Linked DNA regions of Mus musculus: regions 2 and 3 are each linked to region 1. Evidence: chromatin contacts called from public HiChIP or PLAC-seq data. All regions are on one chromosome and are shown on one strand. The core of a region is the stretch at or near the end of the contact, and the rest is flanking DNA. Distances in the headings are between cores, read along the strand shown.

The links. HiChIP or PLAC-seq counts read pairs in DNA pulled down with a chosen protein or histone mark.
Region 2: an HNF4G HiChIP or PLAC-seq map of pancreatic cancer cells shows a contact between it and region 1. The contact joins two enhancer-like sites. A contact is called at or near these places in 6 of 484 Hi-C or Micro-C datasets (the G1E-ER4 cell line, Sertoli cells, bone marrow-derived macrophages and 3 more), 4 of 115 datasets of contacts at active chromatin or transcription factors (bone marrow-derived macrophages, intestinal villus epithelium, microglia and 1 more) and 3 of 9 other capture datasets (adipose tissue, liver and pancreatic islet).
Region 3: a contact with region 1 is called in an HNF4G HiChIP or PLAC-seq map of pancreatic cancer cells. The contact joins two enhancer-like sites. A contact is called at or near these places in 2 of 484 Hi-C or Micro-C datasets (both in the G1E-ER4 cell line), 4 of 115 datasets of contacts at active chromatin or transcription factors (bone marrow-derived macrophages, intestinal villus epithelium, microglia and 1 more) and 3 of 9 other capture datasets (adipose tissue, liver and pancreatic islet).

The regions. Positions count from the first base shown.
Region 1 is chr2:6,266,412-6,269,093 of GRCm38.p6, forward strand. The region is part of intron 3 of A230108P19Rik (RIKEN cDNA A230108P19 gene); the gene reads left to right. Among named protein-coding and RNA genes, the nearest start is that of Gm13383, 4.7 kb to the left of the region's middle. Within about 2 kb of position 1,355, at least 164 of the 459 cell types and tissues checked have an H3K27ac peak or open chromatin away from gene starts, as enhancers often do. A contact at or near this core is called in the G1E-ER4 cell line, bone marrow-derived macrophages, female germline stem cells and 1 more, where this site is marked.
Region 2 is chr2:6,365,428-6,368,109 of GRCm38.p6, forward strand. The region is part of intron 2 of Usp6nl (USP6 N-terminal like); the gene reads left to right. Among named protein-coding and RNA genes, the nearest start is that of Usp6nl, 44 kb to the left of the region's middle. Within about 2 kb of position 1,369, at least 147 of the 459 cell types and tissues checked have an H3K27ac peak or open chromatin away from gene starts, as enhancers often do. A contact at or near this core is called in the G1E-ER4 cell line, bone marrow-derived macrophages, female germline stem cells and 1 more, where this site is marked.
Region 3 is chr2:6,348,254-6,350,935 of GRCm38.p6, forward strand. The region is part of intron 2 of Usp6nl (USP6 N-terminal like); the gene reads left to right. Among named protein-coding and RNA genes, the nearest start is that of Usp6nl, 27 kb to the left of the region's middle. Within about 2 kb of position 1,323, at least 32 of the 459 cell types and tissues checked have an H3K27ac peak or open chromatin away from gene starts, as enhancers often do. A contact at or near this core is called in pancreatic cancer cells, where this site is marked.

The sequences.
Region 1 (2,682 bases), core at 105-2,604:
TGCAATCCAGGAAAGCCAGACAGAGGAGTCTTAGCTTGTTGTGGTAAGTCACAGCTGGGGATGCTGTGATGGAAGTTTTGTTGTGGCAGAGTCTCCTGTTCTAACCAAACCTCACTGCACAGTGGAGGCTGCTGGGTTGTGAACCTTGGTTGGCTAGTGAGGTCTGAACAGGTGTCAGTAAGGGAATACCTCAAAGAGATCTTGAAAGAATCAACAGACGTTTCTCCAACACTTCCATTAGGAAAAGCTCCAAACAGATTTATATGCGAGAGTGTGTTGTTATCTCTGTGTGTGACCTAGAAGAATCAGCAACAGAAACAAGAGAATTTTACTTGGGGTTGTTTTGCTTCTAAGAATCTCAGTGATTGATTGTAATAGATAACACACACAAACACACACAAATATGCATACATATACAAACACACACATACACACAAATACCTCACATACATACACACATATTTAAACACAAACACACATACATACACACAGGCATATAAACACACACAAGCACCATACATACGTATATACATTCAAATACACACACACAAACACCACACACATACACACACACATTTAAACACACATATACGTACCCACGCAAACACACAAACACACACAAGCACCACACACACTTCTGATTGTTACAGTGAGATTTGGGATTAAGTATTTGATCACATTTTCTTATGATAATTTCAGAGAGCCAAGACCGTAATCCCACATGACCCTCTGTAGAAGTCACCATTCATTAAATTAATGACGAAAGGAAGGTGCTGCCTGACTCAGAGCATCTGTGACTATAATCACCGCCAGCAAATTATTTTTTACATGCACATTAGTTGGATTGATATGAAAAGAAAATGTTTTATCTCTCTCCAAAGGAAATAGAAGCTTGAAATGTGGTTAATATTCGATGCCGAACATTCTCTGCAGATGTAGGGCTTGTCTAGGCTTCCTCCTGTTAACCTCTCAGCTGGAAAAACAAAAAGGCAGAAGATGCAGCATGAAGAAAAATCTCCCGGGGAAGCAGTACCCTGCTGATACCCAATCTTCTTGGATTCCCACCTTTCTTCCTGTCCCCAGACGCGTGCTTTGTTTTTGGTTTATTTGTTTTCCAGTCTGACCTGGCTTTACCTTCGATGTCTGTCACTTCTCAGGTCCAGGGTGATGGTAGAGTCTCACCGCCCTTGTCACTCACAGAGTCTCTCACAGGGGACTCGTTAAAACGCCAGTTCAGTAATCTGTTCTAAAACCACAGATGCCAACGGCACAGGGAAGTTAAGCTGTGTAGAAATGAACTGGCCTGTGTCTGCTGCATAGCAAACCCCACCTCCACACTGGACAGAGGCCAACACAGACCTGACGTTGAGTCACTGCTGTAGTGTGGATGATCATATGCCAGTGAGACTCTGTTCACTTAGGGAAGTGTGTCACTTTTCAAAGGCATTTACATACGCAGTAGTCCAGTGATTCCAGCGTCGGCTTGTGCACTCTTCATTCAGAGGCTGTGGGTATAGGGCTGAAATGTCATGCCTGTTTGGAACAGAGCTGGACCTCCCAGGTAACAGAGATGCGACCCAAGAGACAGGAGCCCATTTCAGAAGTGGAGACCAGGAGGGACAGCACTTTCATCCAGTTTCTCGGGGGAGAAGTCATACCTTCCCAGCATGTAGCTCCCCAGCCAGTCCCATCTGTAGCACATATCCGGCTAAGGAAGACAGATGTCATGTTCCTATCTTTTCCACTCTCCTCAGATTAGTTTTCATTGCACAAGAGAGACATGAATGTATCCTCATCGTGAAAGTAATTCTATGGGTGTAGAAAAATATTAATTCCTACTGTATTATTAAGAGATGGGCCTCTAAGGGATTCAGTCATGAGAGCATGAGAGCGGGTTCCTGGTGGGTTACTTTAGGGACCTCCTGAGAGGACATGAGGGCCTTTTATAAAAGGACTCATGTCTTTTTCCATCTCCCCAACGATGAGGACCTGGGCTTTGTCACCTTTGAAAGATACAGAGTTGAAAGTACTACCTTTGAAAGCCAAGACCATGGTTCTTACCAGACACCATAGTCCCTGGCATCATCATCTTGAACTCCCCAGCTTGAGAGAAACATGCTGTGAGAAATACAGTCCCACTGTTTATGAATTCTTACCCTGTGAGTTTTTGCAGATAGGAGTGAGACAATTCTGGCAGCCGCCAAGTTGCTACCATCCTCTCCAGGTAACTCCGTGGTTGTACGGCAGCAGCTCTGAATCTGTGTAGGTTTTGTCGGGTGTGTCTGCATGGTCACATTTATTCTCATCCAGCCACATGTCACACCAACAGCAACACTTTCCTGGGCATCCTGCAGCTCCCAATGAATGTGTCTTAGCAGCCTCCCCACAAACCATCCGTGTCGTCTTCCACACAAATCCTCATGTTGCTCCCCCTTACTAGACTGTTTTTGAGATTTGTCAGAACTTTATCATTATTCTTTTTAAAGATTTTAAAGATGTATTTATTTTCATTTTATGTCTATCAGTGTCTTGCCTGCATGGATGTCTGTGTACTACGTGCATGTCTGGTATCCACAGAGGCCACAGATGTTGCAGATTTGGTTTATTGCTTACGTTATGTTAACTGGGTCCCCTAAGTACACGGGAATTCACACATCTACGTGTAAGACGCCGCAGGGCCCT
Region 2 (2,682 bases), core at 119-2,618, 99 kb after region 1:
TGTGTGTACGTATGTATAAGTGTGCTGTGTGTACGTATGTATACGTGTGCTGTGTGTACGTATGTATAAGTGTGCTGTGTGTACGTATGTATAAGCGTGTTGTGTGTATGTATGTATAAGTGTGTTGTGTGTATGTATGTATAAGTGTGTTGTGTGTACGTATGTATACGTGTGTTGTGTGTACGTATGTATACGTGTGCTGTGTGTATGTATGTATAAGTGTGCTGTGTGTATGTATGTATAAGTGTGCTGTGTGTATGTATAAGTGTGCTGTGTGTATGCATGTATAAGTGTGCTGTGTGTATGTATAAGTGTGCTGTGTGTATGTGTAAGTGTGCTGTGTGTATGTATGTATGTATAAGTGTGCTGTTTCCTGAAGTCTCAAATATCGCCTGTACTCTTCCGTCCCTTTCCTTTCTCTTCTTATATATACAGTTTCACATCTGTCAAAAGAGTTGATCGTCTCTCCAGTTGCATCTAATTTGATGTCAAATTGAGTTTTAATTGCAGTGATGGTACCAAATCTGGTTCTGATAACAAATCTCTTAGCTGGTGTTGGTCTTTCTTTCCCTCACTTCCCTCTCCTTTCCTTCCCTTTCCTTTCCTTCCTCCTTCCTTGATCGACAGACATGGATTTGTGCTCTTCTGTGAGTAACAAGTGGATGTAGCTCTCATAACATTGGTTTTTTTGAGTGAGTTATCTATTGTTTCTGGTATTCTTGTCCGCATCACATCTCCTTAAGTCTCATACAAGGAAACATGGAAATTCAGGTTAGTGAGAGAAATGATACCTAAGCTTTAGATCCAAGTGTTGGTTATTACTGACAAGTTATATGGGACACACCTACCATAATCTCCGAAAATTCTACTTGTCAATTATGATATCTTTGCCTTGGAAAACAAAATTTTTCTTTGAATTCAATAAGTGTTTGAGTTCTACGGCCAGAATATGGTTGTAGGTTTATATAATACTAAGAAAAACAAAAAATCCAAGGGATGACTGAAAGGAACCCAGAGAGTTACCCGTGCAGGTATGAAGGGAAGGCGTTAAAATGGCACTAGCTTTGAGTCTAAAGCTTGGGCTGCTAACGCTGTGCTAGTGAGGGGAGCAGCTCGTGTTTATGAATTGTATGCAGTGATGCAGGCTCTGTTAGCCCAGGCTTATTCTTATCCAAGAGAACATCAGTGAACTTCGGCGAGCCTGTGGTTGCAGCTGGCTGTACAGGATATAAAATCCCACAGACACTCTCCAAAGGCAGCACTGGACGGAATGGTCTTTAAACCACACTGTTGTTACCACGTGGCAAAACTATGGCCGTGCTGAGGACAGCACTTGAGCACACAGCAGTAGCATTGGCCTCTTCTGAGGACAGTGAGGATCACATCACAGGTTATGGAAGTTTCTGCTTACAATTTTGCCGTACACTCAAGGGTGACTCATTCTGAGTCACGCTTAAATTCACTGTCATTCAAAACTCTTTTTATTCCAGTTCCCCGTTTTATTTCTCCACAGTGAATAGATTCATTGTACAAAGTCTGACTCTGCTGAACATAGTCTTTGTTCCTTTTAATTGGCACACACACACACACACACACACACACACACACACACACACATATATATATATGCCATGCTTGTAAGTACATTAGAAATCTTTACACACAGTGTCTTGCATTTTGCTGTTTAGTCACAGCAGGGAATGTAGTCTAGTCAGAGCTGGTAGTGTGTGAGAGCAGTGAGACGAGAGAGTCGACTCCTGTAATGGAATGAGCGTGTAAGTGCGCACTATTTACTTTAGTGGAGATGTGCATCCCTTACATAAGGACTGAACTAAATTTAATTGTAGCCAGTTAGCGTCTATTCTAGGAAGTACAGCCGGGCTGATCCTATCTCAGTTTAGTAAAGTAATCATGCTGGCACAGCTATTTCAAAAAACCATTTGATTAAATAAAGTTTCAGAAAGGAATGTGAACACTTCTCAGACTGATGAGATCTGAATTAAGATCCTGCATGTATATATAGACTTAACATGGTGTGGTGTAGACATTCAGTGACTTTTGCTAGGCTGCTTACAGACATTTAACGCATAGTTAATTGGCTAGGACTTGGCATCAGAGGGGCCAGAATTTGACCCTTAGGAGCCATGTAATGTTGGACCGCCAACCTCTCAAGTCTCACCTGTGTTGTCAGGATGTGACAAGTCACTCTGTAACCTAACAGTCGGGTGTCAGGGTCCTACTCCAGGCACTAGTCAGACTAGAGATAGTGTGGTGCCCAGGAGCAGTGAAAACAGTCAGGGACACAGCAGAGTGGTAGCGAGTCCAGGATTATCTGTGAAGAGACCTGGGTGTCAGACAACAGACATGAAGAAGCTGCTGCTAGCTTGAGACTGGAGAAGTAATGGAGTCAGCTGTAAGAGAATTTCCCAAGGAACCGTAGGCGCCTGGATCCCAGGCATGGAGGGAAATCGCCATATGGACCATCGCTTTAGTAAAACCTCAGGGAAGCAAATGGCCTCCAAAGTAAGTGGCCGAAGCAGGGCAGTGAAAACAGGGAAGGCGTGAACTGCACGCAGAGCTGACCCCAGATGACCTTTGTACTGCTCATCTTTATTAAATTCTGTGGCCTGCGTAACAGTCTAGAAGTGGCAGATTACAAGATAAAGTCTTGAAAATATGAAG
Region 3 (2,682 bases), core at 73-2,572, 82 kb after region 1:
ATTCTTGCATAAAGATGATGTGATGAAGTGGGAGGACGGAGTGTGTGCAACATGAACACGTTTGTGCAGACAGAGCGAGTGTGACACGAGGACATTTAAATCAGCAGCATCGAGTACCTGGGTCAGTCAGAAAGTTGTTAGATATCCCATATGGCACACATGGGAGGTTGTTTCTTGATTTTAGTTCTTTTTTTATTCTTATTTTTCTGCAGTGGAACTTGGTATTATTTTTATAATAAGAAAAATCTCTGAAAGGTACATATTGACAAAAGGAGGAGTAGAAAGACCTATGATGTTAGTTTATAATTCCTTAAGAATCTGTTCCGTTGGATTGAATAATAATTCAATATTATTCTGTATGCTGTGCATATAGAAATTATTGTTTCTCTGTAGTAGTACACTGGTTTCTTGGACTTCTTCATACTTAAGGTCAAATAAGATGCCCCAGGGAAAATTTATGATTTCATTTTACTAAATGAATGAGAGGAGTAATTTATGAGAGACCAGATCTTTTTGTTTTTTTTTCTTCTGATGAGTGAGAAGCGTTGGGAAAAGATTTCTTTCTTTTGTCTAGCTAGTTTTTCTATCATTCACTATTGATATCAATCTGATATCGATCCCTTCACTTGAAATGTCTTTGCCCAGTAGTTTCATCTGAACAAAATAGTTGGATGGTGTCAGGCTGTGTGACTGGGCAGAGGAGACAGTGCTCTTGTTTCTAGTCATTGCTTCTCTCTCTTCCTGTTGTCTCTTTTCTGGGATTTGGATATGATGGTGAGAAGAAGGAAGTCAACACTTGGGGGGGGGGTACCAGAAAGTTACTGGTTTGGGGGATGATAATACAAGAAGTACTAAGGTAGGAAGCAGACAGGATTTCTGGGTAACAAGGAAGACTTTCTCTGTTGCAGAAACCAGCAGCTCATGGCTTCTGCATGTGGCTACTTGCAAGGCAACTATGTTTTCTGCCTTCTAAGCTCCAATAGATTTTTAACATAGAGACAATTATTATAATTGTTCCTACCACCTGTTGCTCTCCTCAGCTCCTGTCACCCCTTCCCCAGCACATCCCTCCTCTCCAGTTGGTGCTTCCCTCATGAGCATGGGTGTGAGGTTATCCACAGGATCGGGATTTTGGCCACATCTTCAAAAATGAATGCTCTCCCTAGGGAGCTACCAATTACCATTAGCTTTTCAGCAGGGCACGGTGCCAGAGACCGTCTACCCATATGTCCTAGGATTTTGGCAGGCTTGATCTTGTACAAGGTTTGTGCAGATAAACCACAGCTGCTGTGAGCTCATGAGTGTGGTAGCCACTTAGTAGCACTCCTCCCTGTCCCCCTCTTCTGTGAGGTCCCTGGGCTGTGCGGGGGAGAGCATCACACAGATGCCCCGTTTAGGGCTGAGCCCTCATTCTCCTCCTCTCAGCATTGCCAAGCCATGTGTCGCTCCACTTTCTCCACTGACCAGGGTTACAGTACCAGGCACGAAATTCATTGTTGTAGAGCAGGCCTCAAGTCCTAAATATATAAATACATAGATAAACAGATCAATCAGTCAATCAATCAATCAGTCAGTCAGTCAAGCAGTTTGGTGCTCTGGGACTGTAGTGCCACCACCGCAGCGGAGGGCACATCTTACCTGGAGGTGAGGGTTGAGCAGGCAGAGAGCTGGGTAAGACCACATGTACAGTTCTCAATACATGATGAACTTTGTCAGCACAAAGGTGTTTCCCTCTGTTAAAAGAAATATAGTAAAATAGTAGATTATATTTACTGTAAAAATAGAACAAAACGAGGTACTCAACATGTGTCGGTAATGTTGCTCTGTACAGCAGTGGCTCTCAGCCACCCACTAATCCAATGCTGGGATCCTTTATGCAGGTCCTCATTGTCTTTTATTGCTGTGAAAGACACTCTGACAGGCAAATCATGGAAAGAATCTGATAGGGCGGGCTTACCATTCAGAGCTTTAGTCATCGTCATCCTGGCCCGAAGCATAACAGGTGGAGCGCAGGCAGACATGGCACTGGAGAGGTAGCTGAGAGTTCTCCATCTGAATCTGCAGGCAGCAGGAAGAGACCGAGCCACTCGGCCTGGCTTAGCTTCTGAAACCTCAAAGCCTTTCTCCCACTTCCTCCAACAAAACCATACCTAATCCAAGGCCACATCGATGAATAGTGCCACTCCCTAAGAGCCTACAACCTTCAGCCACTACCCTCAGGTTCTGGTGACTCCAGCCATAAAAATTTTGCTAGGTTATGAATCATAGTATAAGTATCTGGGTTTCCGGGTGGTCTTGGACGACTCCTGTTAAAGAGTCCTTCAGGTTGAGAAACATTCTTTAGAAGAAAATTACTGGTACCAGTTTGATATTTTTCTTTTTCTGCTCACTCCATATGTACATGCAAGTGCGTGCGTGTGTGTGTGTGTGTGTGTGTGTGTGTGTGCAGGTGCATGTGTGTTGGGGTCCTTGTATATTGTACCTTCTATGCTTACTTATTCTTGTACAGTTAGCATTTCCTGTGACATTTCTGTAGAACAGAGGCCCTTAGTCTTTACCTAATGTTAGGATCATTTGAAGGGGAGTTTTTCAAATGTTCTTGGTAGTTAGTGTGTTGTGGTGACGATTTTCATTTCAAATCAAAACTAAGCCAGTGGGGTGAGATAATGCAACTGATATTTA